Regions from separate parts of the Arachis hypogaea genome. Here region 2 is linked to region 1. A link is a contact called in public Hi-C data. All regions are on one chromosome and are shown on one strand. Each heading gives the region's core, a stretch centred on a gene start, on an enhancer-like site or on the middle of the called end of the contact. The rest is flanking DNA. Distances are from core to core; before and after follow the strand shown.

Region 1 (4,659 bases), core at 1,194-3,693:
TGGGGGATAAAAACAAATGACATGATGACAAATTTTGGAATCTCTCTATATAGTGGCTTGATACACCATCATAATCCTGCTTTGTTAGCTATCTATCTGGATGGAAATCTGAATTTGGTGGTGTTTGTTTAAGTAGGTGGTATCTCGCATTTAAATATTGAATGCTACCAGAAGGAGTTTGGTTGTGCTGAATCAATAAAGTCCTTACCTGACATCTGCATTGCATTCAGGCCCCCTTTTTTTCTTGTGGGGAATTCTATACTTCTAATCACGAAAACACCCTCTTCCCCATCCTTAATTCACATGAATGATATTTCAAAGCAGGCCTGCATAATGCTCTATTTATTGCTAACTACTTCACCCGCATTTCAAGTTTGGAGATGCGGTGTCGTTTTACAATAGAATTGAATGCATGCAAAACAGCAATAATATATGTTGTTGCCTCCGTCGATAATCTCAAAGCGTATTCTTTTGGAGTCAAGTGGAACTGAAGCAACTCACTCCCAATTTCGAAAGTCAATTTGCTATTTGATTACCATCCTCATCAGTATAACTTTTGGTTAATGCGTGTTTGCTAGAGTTATAATAGAGACCGAATAAAGAAATACGATTAGAGCAAATAATTATTCTAGCTAGCTAGTGTGGAAACGCTACTGTAACTGTGCAAGTGCTTTTTACCAAAATATAAAAAAGCCTTTAATGTTTCGTGGCAATCACGTGATGACTATATCTTACCCGTTCCGAACTACTTCTATAATGTCTATGATAGTAGCACAATAATAATTCTGCTACATACGCCACGATTTTGCTTATCTATGCTATTAAATTAATATGTATATTGATTTATTGATTCTATTTTTACTCGTAAATTTTGATGATAAAATAAAATATGGGTTCGGGTATTGGATTCATTATTGACACCATTAAATGTTATATTATAAAGTTCTTGAATTCGTGTACATGGGAGATTTTACATAAGCTCTAAGAGGGGGTACGTGTCCAGTAACGTTTATTTTTCAAATGGAAAAGAAACTATATATAGATCTTTATTATAGATCTATGATTCAAAATTCAAATCCTATTGAAACCGCAGCAAGCTAAGTGCGAGTTTGAATTCTAGTTCTTGGAATCAACCGAAAGAGTAATAGTGGCAGTAAAAAATAAAGGTAATAGGGTGAATAATAACGTGTGAGTCTGAATTTTAATTGAAGAATCATCCCCGGCACGTTATTATTGTAAATTATAAATGCAAAGAAAGAAGTTGGATTGTAATTAAGTATAATTAACAAACTAGCTACCAAAGAAGGAGCAAATATCTGCTGGAATATAATGGATATAAAGGTATGGTTGTTTTTAATTTGTTGCTACTTGCTACCCTGTTTTTTGAGAACACTTTATGGAAAAAGTAACATAGGTATCTCCATAAATCTACATATTAGGTTGCAACAATTATGCGGATGTTACCCAAGCTTTTTGACCACTATGTTTCTTTGATGAACGGTGATCATGTGCCCTGGACTCTACGTCCGTTCTCATTGCATCCTGCCCCCAATTTTTCTGTTAAAGACAAATGTCATTATGATGCAAGTTCGTATGTTATATTATGTTTGTATGTTATCTTGAGCACATGAGGTATTGTTAGTTTTAGAATTACGTGAATCAAATGCATTATCTTCCCTACAAGCTGATTAAATATCATTTCAATAACCATACGTATCAAATAAGCAATAATGGTAAAAATAGCTTTTATGATAATATTTTAAATGATCATTGTGTCCCTTGTAAAATAGCTTTTGAAAGAATGAATTGGGTATGATTATTGTTTATAATAATTTTTTTCATATGTTTATATACAGAAAGAGGATCATATGTCTAGTTATAACCTTATAAAAAATATGTGGACCAAATAATTATTTGGTTTATATTTTCATTCTTCTGTTTTAAAATTTTTTTTAAGTAAAAAAAGTTCAACACAATAAGGTGGAGCAAAAAAAAGAGAAACAAAAACTGATAACGCTAAAAATAACAATTCCATCTCCGGCATTGCCATCAATAACTAATCCGATGACTGACTCAGCCCAGCAAATTAAGAACTAATTCGCCGTGGTAGTGAACTCCATTTAAGGGTTTGAACCCCCGACACTTACTTAAGCGGACTAGTAAACTAACTACTAGACCAACCCAACTTGGTTAATAATACTTAGTTAAAGTTCTTGAAAACCTGATATCCCAATGACTATGGCCCATTGATAAGAGCCCACTAAAATTTATTTTCAGAATCAAGCAATCATACATCCAGTTATGTATGGGCTTAGATATTGATACTTTGACCCAAACTGTATAATCAAAACAGATGGAGTCTTAAAAAAAGGTACAACAATATGGAGATTATTGATATCCAACTATTGGGCTTCTAATACTGTTTTATATGAGCCTATCCCTTTGTTTCGTTAGGCAATGAATGAATATGCACTGCCCTCTTTAGCAATACATTAAATCACATGGAAAGGTGCATGCGGGAGTTTATTAATGAATTTTCTTTTTGGTGACTAGGAGTTTATTAATGAATTGATCAAGCTTAAGCAAGCATGGATATATATAATATATGTTTGTTTGGGAAAAAAAAGCAGCAGCAGCATGGATATATGGGTATCGAATCTATTCAACTGGCCACTATATATGTAAGTGGAAGTGTGGAACATTATAACATACGGAACTAGCAATATGCGTGTTAGTTGCCATCCATATTGGACTGAAACAGTAATTTCACGAGTCACTATAAAATAATTAACAAATTGTCTTTGCATTTCATTTTCAATATTATTTGAACTTGTTAGTCAATCATTATTTTTGTTTTTAGGCCAATGAACCCCTGTGAACGAGTGTACTACCGGTGGGTTGCCCATTACATACGGTACAAGGCCTCTTTTTTAGCTACAAGGCGTGAGAAGTGCTATGATTGGAATCCAGCAAATTCCATCAAATATTGGAATCCGTATATAAGTATATAAAACTATGATTGCTCCTTGGAATTATAGTATGTATAATACTGATGTGGACTCAACAATTTGTACATGTGAGATGTCTGGCAGGGTGCCAGTTAATACCCATTTTGCCCTTTGAATTTGGACTTATAAATTTTAATTTACTCAATCAAACTGCCAAATATTTAATAGTGACTCATTCTTGATCTTCGTTAATAGCGTGCTGAGTTAATATATCTATCTATTATATATTCTATTATATATTACTAACTTTGTAATTAAAATATATTATATATTAATTTTTATTATAATTAAAATAAAAATTTTTTAAATTAAAAAAAATATTTTTTATTAATTTTACAACTAAAATATGTACATATCATTTTTTATTGTAATTAAAATTAATATTTTTTAAAATTAAAAAATTCTTTTATCTTCTCTACTAATTTTACAACCAAAATGTGCCACATGTCACTTTTTCATTGTAATTAAAATTAAATTTTTTCTTCCAAAATTAAAAAGTTCTTTCCTCCTCCCTCTTTCTTTTTTTATTTCTTTCATTCCTTCAACTACTCTATCTCTTTTATATATCATTATTAATCACTAATTACGAATTTGACAATCAAAATGTGCAACATGACATTCTTTAATATACCTATATTACTATCTAATTTAATAACCAAATGTGTCACATAACACTCTTTATTAAAATTGAGAGAAAATATTTTCTTCTAAAATTAATAAACTCCCTTCCTAACTCCTCTCATCTATCTCTTTCCATTTTTCTATTTCTCTCTACTATTTTTCCTCTATATATAATTTATATTTTATATTAGTAATTTGACAAATCAAAATATGTCATCTAATATTTTTTATTACAATTAAAATAAAATTTTTCTTCCAAAATTAACAAATCCTCACCCGCATTCTTCATCTTTATCTTTCTCTCTCTTTTCTCCCATTCTCTATTTTTTCTAACTTTTTATTTTACAGAAAACAAAATTACCAAAACAATATAATTGAATAAAAAAATATTATTATTATATACATATTTTTTTAGTTTTTCTATTTAGTTTTAAATTTTCACCGCTTATTTTTTTAATCTATAGTATTATTTCTCTTTTTTTAAATATTTATTATATATAATTTGGAGAGAATACTAATGTTATAATTAAAAGTTAGAATCAAGATTCAATTATTTAAAAAAAAATTGAGTTAATTTTTTAACTATCAATATATTTTTTATGCTAATATCTAATTATATTTTTATATAAATAAAAATATTATTTTTTAATAACAAGTATAAAAATTAATTATTTCTATTTGTGCAACAGACTTAACATCTAATTAAATGTAAAAGTCTACACATTAAATTATTTTAAATTTTAGATAACAAATGTTAAAATTAATTATTAGTAAAAAATTAGATTTTTTCATATAAAAATAATAATTAAAAATTTTATTATTTGACTTTTTATTTACAGAAACCTTGGTATTTTTAATTGAAGACTTTTGTCAACCTACGACTTTTTTTTGTAAAAGTAGTTTGATTTTATAAATCTTTTGTGACATGCATAATTTATATTGGCATGACAAAGTGGACTATAATTTTAAAATATTTATATTTCTGTAATATTATTACGGATAAAACTACTAGTTAAATTACTATGTTGAA
Region 2 (4,659 bases), core at 543-3,042, 76 kb after region 1:
AGCCTCAATCATTTTAGTATTGATGATGGTAATGTTTTAACAATTTTTTTTTAGTTAATATTTTAAACTTTAAATATTAAATTATAAATTTTAATAATATAAAATAAAATATTTATCAAATATTAATTAATATTAGTAAAAATTGTTAATTAATCTTTCTCGCTCAAGATAGCATATTTAGCGGACTGTGAGATTTAATTGATATAATCAAGTTGCATGAATTATTTGAATGACAACGCACCTAAGCCTTCATAGTTATCACTTTATGGTATTACCGTATTAGTAGGTCTGAATAATGGTTTATTTACCCACTAATTCAAAGTTTCAAACTGAACCTATGCCTATTCGCAAATCTCCTTTCCTCAATCAACTCTAAAATAATCAACTTTTAGCTACACATTTAAGTATTTAACTTCCTATTTTCCTCTTACTTTTACTTAATTTTTTCGTTTGGAATGAAATACGTGCGTGTGAAAAAATTCACTATTCTTACATGAATATAGTTTTTTTTTTTTTTTAATATTTTAGTAAAATAACAGAGGTAGGATATACTAGCTTGTTCCAAATCTAACAAGAAAAAAAAGGCCCTCCGTGCTTTTTCAAGTCAAAATTCTATAGTATTATTCATGTGTATTGCGTCAAAACATATGACAGAAAAGAGAAGAAAGAAACAAAAAGCTTAATGGAAATTCTTAATCCCTTTCTAAATTTCAAATCACAGGAGGCTTAAATAATTTTCTATTCTGGTTTACTTTTTGCATCGTCAGTTTAATAACTCTTCAAACGCTGTTAAAGGCACATACAAGAGAAGCGCGCCTTGTCCAAACCTGTGTGTCGTCGCCCTTCGACCTTTTTACCCATTTTTTCTTATTCTTAAATTAATTAAAATCTCCAATTGCAATATTTAGAGGATTCGGTAAATTGTATCAATCAACCAAAATTAATTAAATTGTGTAATGTCATGATACTGTTATATATACTTATATGGGCGACTAAACAATTATATATAGACACGTATATTGATACGCAGGACGGTCTTATATATGACTATTTTTCTGGCTGAAAACAACACACCCTTTTAATTTCGCTTTCCCGTGGTTGGTCTTACAGTAATCTAAATTATTTTTTCTTTTCCTTCTTAGAATCATTTCCGTGAAAGCAAAAATTACAATATAATACGAATATTTTTTTTCTTCTAAATAAAAAATTTTATGCGTACTTATATACAATATTTTCACAAGAGAATGAGATATATATATCAAACTCATTGAAATACGAGTGTTAAATTGATGTTTTATTTTTTTATTAACGCTATATCTGATAATTCCTAATTAATATTATGTTTAGCACTTGCGAAAGTAAAATCTGTATACTGTAAAGACATCATATATATAGCTTTAGATGTTTATATAGCTCATTTTTTTATGGAAATGAAATGAGTAATATAATTTTTGGTATCTTTTAAAATTATAGGATGAATCAAAATTGAAAGGTCTGATTTTTATATTTTAAATTTTTTTAAAATAAAAATTAAAAAATTTGATTTTTAAATTCTAGAAATTAAAAAAATTGATTTTTGTATCTCATTAAATAATATCATATTTAAAATTAACAATCTAACCATTCATAATTTTTAAAAAAATACCATTATAAATGTAATATCAAAAATAAAAAATTATTTATATACGTTACAATATTTTCCTTTCATGTCAAAGTAAAAAAAATAAATAAATAAAAAAAGTGTTGCCGCAAATTTTCACCTACTTAGAGGAGATATTTTTAAGAAATAAGAGGGTCCACAATTTTGTGTTCAATATTGAAGCTCCACAGGAAAAGTGTGTATATAAGGCACCATACTATATGTCTCTACTTAGCAACATTTACAGTTGCATTATTGTCCCTCGTGACCAAAAGTCACAAGTGCTATCGCCACATGCACATAATCCATTTCTCCCTCATCGATCCCTTGCCAAAATAGTGTTTACAACTTATTATTTAGCCATTGATTAAGTCTATTACATAGCCAAATAGTTATGGATACGATTCAAAAGCCACTACTAAGCATAGCCAACTTTGAGCTCCAACCGCTCCACATGGCCGCCATGCTCGTAATCCCACTGATGTTGCTGCTAGGTTTAGTCTCTAGAATCCGCCGAAGGCCACCGTATCCACCAGGGCCTAAAGGCTTACCCATCATAGGTAATTAAACTTCCATTTCTATTTTTACTTCGTAAATCAATAAATTTAGAGTATCAAATGCAACTTTTTTATTACACGCACCAACACACTACCTCTTTTATAGAGAAAAGGAAAGTTACCTGTCCTCTCAGTATAAGAAAAAATTTATATTTTGTAAAACAATGTTATTTCTTATTTTTATATTAATAAAATGGTTAAAGTTTGAAAGAAATGAAGAATGGATCGGAGAAGATTACCTAAAAAATCTCTCCTATATATGTCTGTATGTAGTATATAGACAAAGATTCGAATCACTTTAGAAAATAGTGTTATGGAATGTTTGAGATTAGGTGGATAAGAATATGTACTTTTAACCAAAAAATTATGAAGCTAGCCTATATTTTTATAAACCTAGATAATATATATGCCAAAAAATGCTTTTATACTAAAAACTGTTCCTTCTAATCGTGTAAATAATAATTTAATTCTCTTTCATAACAATGGATCGGATATTTGTTTTGTTAATTTTAGTCTTATTGATGGAAAGAAAGTATTAACATTTTTTTTCCATATTGTTACAGGCAACATGCTTATGATGGAACAATTAACACACCGTGGGCTGGCTAAACTAGCAAGAGAATACGGCGGAATCTTCCATTTGCGAATGGGGTTCCTCCACATGGTGGCGATTTCCGACCCTGACTCAGCACGCCAAGTCCTCCAAGTCCAAGACAACATCTTCTCCAACCGTCCAGCCACCATAGCCATAAGCTACCTAACCTACGACCGCGCGGACATGGCCTTCGCCCACTACGGCCCCTTCTGGCGCCAGATGCGTAAGCTCTGTGTCATGAAGCTCTTCAGCCGCAAGCGCCAAGAGTCATGGGAGTCCGTCAGAGACGAAGTCGACAAGGTGGTCGGTTCCGTCGTCTCCAACACCGGAAAACCCGTCAACATTGGCGAACTCGTTTTCAACCTTACCAAGAACATCATCTACCGCGCCGCCTTCGGGTCCAGTTCCCAAGAAGGTCAAGACGAGTTCATCAAGATCCTTCAGGAATTCTCGAAGCTGTTTGGAGCTTTCAACGTCGCAGATTTCATCCCTTTCCTTGGTGGAATCGATCCTCAGGGCCTTAACAACAGGCTCGTCAAGGCTCGAGCTGCGTTGGACAGTTTCATTGACGGGATCATCGATGAGCATGTTCACAAGGTGAAGAACAACAACAACAACAATGATCACAGTAATAATATTGAAGAGTCTGATATGGTGGATGAGTTGTTGGCTTTCTACAGCGAGGAGGCCAAGCTAAACAATGAAGCGGACGATCTGCACAACTCTATCAAACTCACAAAGGACAACATCAAAGCCATCATTATGGTATAGTCATTCTCTTTCACTCTCTGCTCTTACTAAATTAATTAATTAAACAAATTTTAATTTGATTGTGACATGTCTCTTATTTGAGACTGCTATAGTGTTGTACTACTTACTGTAAATCTATCACGGAATTAGTAAGAATCTAATAAACGTAATTAAATCAATTAAACTCATTTCAAATTGGTTGATCTGTCATAAATGCCCCTAAGTAATGATTGTGTCCCAATGTTATACAGTGAGGAGTCAGTTAATCTTTTCGTAAAAAAGGAAAGACCGTTTGCAGGCCAAAAATATGACTATGATATATTAATGCTATTTCATGTTGTTTGCTAATCAAATAAGGTGCGGTGACAAAAGTAGATAAGATTGAATGTATAAGCAATATGTGAATGAGTAAAACCAGCAAACGTTAAGTGATCTCTGTACCATTCCCATAATATATATATTAACAAGTGGATTGGATTCTTTATTCATTGTTGTTATTTCCCTCTCTAGGATACCTACATTTTATTTTCCATTTCCTTCATTCCAATTTTTAGTCCAGCAGTGGCACACATGTATGTACACAAACAAAATCAAGTAGATACTACTCTTGTATAAATTTCATATATATTAAAGCAAAAAAAAAAAAAAAAAAGCAAACTAGCGAAAGCTGGAAAGCAAATGAGCAAGATCATAGTAATAGTATAGTATATTACTATTGTGACTTTTTTTGTGGTGTACATTATTATTGACTTTATCTCTTGGTTATATGGATATGGTACAATTATTAATATTCTCTTTTTATTTTTATCGTGATGGTATTATACTATTGGAAACATTTCAGGTGCACCGCAATTAAAATCAACGGCTAAAATAATTGGTGCACCGGTACTCCCGGTGCACCTGAAATGTTTCCTATACTATTATGTTACAATTATTATTGTCTTTGATATTTGTGTAATTCTTGTTTCCGTAACATGAATAGGACGTGATGTTTGGAGGTACAGAGACGGTAGCGTCGGCAATAGAGTGGGCAATGGCAGAACTCATGAGAAGCCCAGAAGATCTGAAGCGGGTTCAACAAGAGCTGGCCCAAGTTGTGGGCCTGGACCGTCGGGTAG

What was found. Hi-C and Micro-C count contacts between places; a contact is called where the count stands out from the background.
Region 2: a contact with region 1 is called in a Hi-C map of leaf, with 3 times the contacts expected there. The contact joins the promoter of LOC112749500 here to the enhancer-like site in region 1. A contact is called at or near these places in 4 of 8 Hi-C or Micro-C datasets (leaf and an unstated tissue).

Annotation. Positions count from the first base shown.
Region 1 is chr15:12,327,953-12,332,611 of arahy.Tifrunner.gnm2.J5K5, forward strand. No RefSeq gene overlaps it. Among protein-coding and RNA genes, the nearest start is that of LOC112749499, 4.8 kb to the left of the region's middle. Within about 2 kb of position 2,444, at least 3 of the 3 cell types and tissues checked have open chromatin away from gene starts, as enhancers often do.
Region 2 is chr15:12,404,217-12,408,875 of arahy.Tifrunner.gnm2.J5K5, forward strand. It overlaps LOC112749500 (cytochrome P450 84A1), which reads left to right and starts at 1,793. Exons shown (of 3, transcript XM_025797762.3): 1 at 1,793-2,199; 2 at 2,760-3,556; 3 at 4,524-4,659. The coding sequence starts at 2,034.